2 separate regions of the Alosa sapidissima genome follow, and region 2 is linked to region 1. A link is a contact called in public Hi-C data. All regions are on one chromosome and are shown on one strand. The core of a region is the stretch at or near the end of the contact, and the rest is flanking DNA. Distances in the headings are between cores, read along the strand shown.

What was found. A called contact is a pair of places that touch in the nucleus more often than the background predicts.
Region 2: a Hi-C map of muscle shows a contact between it and region 1, with 3 times the contacts expected there. The contact joins the promoter of cdkn1bb here to the promoter of kcnq1.2 in region 1. A contact is called at or near these places in 2 of 2 Hi-C or Micro-C datasets (both in muscle).

The regions. Positions count from the first base shown.
Region 1 is chr11:35,334,318-35,336,989 of fAloSap1.pri, forward strand. kcnq1.2 (potassium voltage-gated channel subfamily KQT member 1) reads left to right here and starts at 1,377. Exons shown (of 19, transcript XM_042111329.1): 1 at 1,377-1,744. The coding sequence starts at 1,377.
Region 2 is chr11:35,505,939-35,508,610 of fAloSap1.pri, forward strand. cdkn1bb (cyclin-dependent kinase inhibitor 1Bb) reads right to left here and starts at 1,297. Exons shown (of 3, transcript XM_042110504.1): 1 at 250-1,297. The coding sequence starts at 694.

The sequences.
Region 1 (2,672 bases), core at 127-2,626:
ATGAGTAGGCCTGCATGCGTGCATTAATATATTTCACCCATTGAGCGAGGCAAGAGTTTGTTAATAACACCATTTTGGCAGATCTGACCCCCCCCCCCTGCTCGTGGGCTTCTCAGTGACAGCCATTGTTTGGGTCTATGACTATCCAGTTTGGCAGAGAAACTTAATCTATGGGACAGAGCCATGGCAAAGGCTGTCAGCACATCTGCTGCCCTCAACGACAGACATGTGCTGTGGAGCTGGCTCCTGTTTCGGTGCTGCCTTTGGCTCACAAAGACATGTTTCCTATCACTCTACCAAGCAACTGTTAGCCACTTTTCCAGCGATGGATCGCTGCCTTTAAGGGAAAGGCTTGACCTTATTAACTGGGTATTTGACTCCACCATATAATTGTGTGTCTCATTTGGTTAGTGAGGCCTGCCAAGGGGACCAGACTTGGTATTCAAGTGCCATTACATCTAGCTGTGAGGGAAATGTAATGATGTAAATTAATAACATTGTATGTGCTGTGTCATAACTATCTCTATTTTCAGTTATTCCAGATATTATGGCCATCTTTGCTATTCACAACACACACAAGGACCCCATCCATTTAGAACTGAAATGGGAACTTATTCATATGCTTTCACAATGAAAGCTTTCTTTATAAATGGAATCAAACACTTCATTTTAATAACACAACCATGGTCACATTACTGTCCATGCAACACATAAACCTACAGCAAGTTAACAAGAAAACTGTACTAACATTCACGTCAGGTGTCCAAATTACAGCGTTAATCCCCTCCATGTCCGTCTTGCAATATTGATGGTATGGAATCACTGTGGTGGTTTATCTGAGCCTTGATGAGTATCATGCCCTTTACTTAAAAAGTACAACGTGTATCTCTTCACCAGGTATTGGGTGGAGGTGATTGAGTCATAGGAGGTCTAAAATTTCTTTTTTGACTGCTAAGACAAAGAAGATAATTAGTTTAATCTTTCCAAATCTGTATGCTTTTGTAGGCCTGAGTGTTCAGAAGAGGCACTTTTTTTTTTTTTGCTTTTCAGATAACTTCCTAAATGGTGAGTGAAGTAGATTTATTCAGGCTAGGATCTGTAGGATTTGGATTGATGATGGATTTTGTTTTGATTTGTTTCCCGGCTTTCCCCCCTCCGCTCCTCTCCAGGTTGTTCTGTCCGTGTGATTCGGAGCTCATCGGACCATCTGCGTTTGCACGCCCCCCCTGTGATCCGTGTGTGGTGTGGTGCGGGTCAGCGCAGCTCCAGACCCGTCTCTGCCCTCCGTGATGGGCAGCGTGGCGGAGCGACGGGGACGCCCGGTACACATGCTGTCCCGCGGGCGTAGGCTGAGCAGCGGTGGTGGCGAGGGAACAATGACCGCCACGGCCGTGGTCAAGGCCTCGGGACCCAACGGCCACGCCAGCGCCCTGCTTAGCCCCACGCGCAGCGCGGCGGAGGCAGGGGCCACTGACAGCACGCGCTACTCTCCTGTTTCACTGGAACTGGACCCCGCGGTGAATAATGGATCAGGCATTCCCGACAGGGAGCAGAGTGACACAAAGGAGCGAGCCTTGCAGATCGACAGCCAGCCCGCCTGCAGCCAGCCCGGCGAGCCGCGAGGGGTCTGCTCACCCAAACACTTCCCCAGCCCCTACCTCACTAAGACTAGCATGCAGGGGGATGTCTACAACTTCCTAGAAAGACCTGTTGGATTGAGATGTTTCCTCTACCACTTCCTTGTGTGAGTAGCTACACCCCCCCCCCCCCCCCCCCCTCATTATGCAATTCCGTTATTTCTTCAGGTGTGGTTGTGTTGTCCAGTATCTAGGACAGTGAGGGCTATTGAATTACAGTAATTTATGTGAAATTAAGATCAATATTGAACTTAACCTTCAGATATGAAATGGCACCAGTTTCCTTCTCCACCCCAGTTCATCAGTGCAATCCTCTCAATGGCATTTGTGCACTGTCCATATTTAATCATTTACAATCAGATTGTTTTCATTATGTATTTTCAGTTAAAGAGAAAACAAAAATATGTCATAGATGTAGAGTTGACTTGTTTTTGCTTTGAATTGAATTTACTTTGATGCAACCATGTTTTGGTCTCCTAGCGAGCGTTTGCTTTGCTCTCATTTTAAAGAGGCACATGTGTCAGCATTCCTGCTGGTGATTTAATTACAGCTAAGGAACACAGTGTAAAGAATATCAGTTTGTTCCCAGTAACTAAAGGAGAGACATCTTAGGTCTGGTCGTCTTGATGAGTCTAAGGCTCCACAAAGGAGGTCAACAAGATCCTGTTAAGCACAACTTGCTGCCTGTCTGACCACACCGCAGTCAAGAGATCAGCTGGCTCATGCATGAAACATTTACTTGTGACATGTACGTTCGAGTTCAAGCAGGAGTTTGTTTTAAAGAATTAATTGCACTTACATGCTAGATTGTACAATCTGCCCCTATGCATAAAACTGTGTCATGGTTTCAAACCATCTAATATCTGTCTATTGCAGGGGTGTCAAACTCATATTAAGTAGTGGGCTGGATTTGTTGGAATGAGACCTCGTGGGGGGCCGTCATTGTCATGGTCATTATCAATTTTCTGCATGGATATCATAGTGATTATTTGATGGTATCAAATATGAGCAAACAAGTACAAATAATGTACTGCT
Region 2 (2,672 bases), core at 47-2,546, 170 kb after region 1:
CGCCGAACAAATGTCTGCAGACATTTAGGCTACGACAGGCAAAAGTAACAGACGTCCACGCTCTACAATATACAGCTACAATGTAAACATGCTACCACGCTCGTAGACAGAATCAGTTCCGATAGTCTCGTTTACAAACGTAGCACAATATCAGAACTCAGCCTCATTTTGCATGTATTCGCTCTTAAATAAATGACATTTGCTAAAAAAAAAAAAAAAGTTAGCGATCTCTAACTGAAATGTCCTTACCGTGGCATGCTGGCCTTTTCCTCTGCCCATTGCATTGGTCTCTTAAATCCATTTGATTTTCAGACCTGTCATCCTTCTCCTCCGAATGCTTGCAGGGTGCCACTACCACACAGTTATGATTCCCATTCAAATCCACATTTGTATTCCCTGAGGGGCAACTGTCCGTAACGTCACTCGCTGATCTGTAAAAAATCGGACTGTCATCCACTGTCATCCAACTGTATCTCCCGTTCGGGAGCGGTTTGTGACTTGAAAAATCGAAATTCCATCTCGCCGAAGCCGCCTCTTCCATCTCTTGCAAACGTCCCTTTAAATCCTTCTTTAACTCTTCGTGATCCACCTGACCGAAAAGGCTTCTGCAGGCTGTAGATTTCGGGTTATCCGATAACCTAGCATCCATCCGTCCCAAAGTTGGACTCCCATTTGAAAGGCGAACATTGGACATTTTTCCTTCTTCAGAAAAATAGACAATACGATGATTTAACCTCAGCCCCACGCAAGTCCTCCTGGGTCACGTTCCAAAACAGACGTAAAATAAGTGATCATCCAAAACGCATGCATGCCATGCAAAAACCCAAATCGCTAGTAATAACGGCCAATGTGGAAACGCCAGAAGAAGTAATCTCCACGGATCATCAAAACAAAGTGCAGTTGCAAGAGCCACTCCTGTCAATTTCGTGTCGTAGTAAGAGGGTAGAGGGAAATAACAGACAAGCCTTTTCAGTGCCCAATATGGCGATTGAAGGAAAGGCTTACTGGAGAGAAAATGATTGACGTGGCTATTTAAACCAAAGAAAGATGTTCATTGGGTGAAGTCTAAAAGCCCGCCCACAACAACTCTTAAGGTGTTACTTAACACATTCATTCCGTATGTATAACCGCGACAGAAAAAGATGACCTTTGACTGAAAAAAGGCCTTTTAGACTGAAAAAGAAGAGAAACAAATTATTAAACAACAATTATTGTAGAGAAAAATCGGAGAAAATGTAACAATTTCGTGTTGGCTGAAGTATGGCACAACTCTGACTTGCAGTTGACTCTGGTTATATCCACGGATAACAATCTTCTATTATTGTTTTAAATTTTAAAAATATGTTCTACATGAACCAAATGATAATATGAGTCCTTACACTCCGTCCTTAACGCATTTAAATAATTGTCTTATTTATCTTAAAAAGTACACATTTAACCAAAATTCCACCTTAATAAGCTATACTATTTTGGAAGAATAAACTGAATGAGCTTTGACTCCAACCAACAGTGATGAGAAGTGTTTTGTTTACGAATGCTCATGCAGATAATAGGCTACCACTAGGGCGCCAATCGACGCTCACGTGTGGGCAAAAGCTCCTTTCTTACAGAATAAATTGCGATGTTCGGAAATGATCATAATAAGTGTGAAGCTGAAAACACTATAGCCAACACTTTGCATAGGCAGGATGCTTGTCAACACTGAAAATTACCCGCTGCAGTTGGGTAATAAAGTCGCGTAGAAGTGTGACAACACTCAGAAAAAAATTTTGGCAAGCTACTGACGATGTGCCATATGTGACTATCAGAATGAAGATATTTAGCAATGCAGGAGTGGTAAAACACGTGTCAATAAAAAACGAGCCCGGTAGCATCTGGTGAAGAGTTAAAGCTCATTTTAGTTGGCAATAGGCCTACTTTTCTACATTTATTTTCGTATGCCATCCAACGCCCATGTATATTATATGTGCCTATCTGTGTTCCGTGCCACTTGCAGCCTCCATTATGTTCATACTTCGAAATATAGACCATTTATAAAACCCAGCCACAACAAATGTCATGCAATTGAATGAATTTGAACATGTATGTCTCTTGTAGAGATGAATACTAAAACCTCAACTTTACTGCTGCATATTCAGCCAGCCCCTGCCCTTAAGCTCTCAATGCATTATCTCCTGGTGGAGAATGAAAAGTATAAAGGCTAGGCCTACTGGAGCAGGAAGACATATGTCTAACGTTAAATCTGAACTTAATGTGTGGTAACATTTAATTAATATCAGGTCCTGGCAATATGTTATTATATCTATCTGTCTATAAGAAAATGTGCCAAGTCTCCATCCACTGTTTTGTACGACATTCTTGTACGACATTCGGCTAATCAAGGGAGAAGTTCCGTGGGATCAATCAAAACTGCAAAAATGCGAATATGTGACTAAACCATCAAGCACCAGTTTCCATCAATTTCATCCACGTTATTGCTTATCCCACCCACCTGCGCATTAGATTAAATGCGAATTTCAAGTGTTTTTCCAGTCAGGATTTCTATTTTGAATGGTCGAAATGCGAATTAAAAAGTTTAATAACTGTTTCTAATTTATTCTATTGATGTTGTCATGGTTATTGTAGTCACCAGCAAAGATTCTAGAGGCGTGTAGACAATTACATGTCTCTTT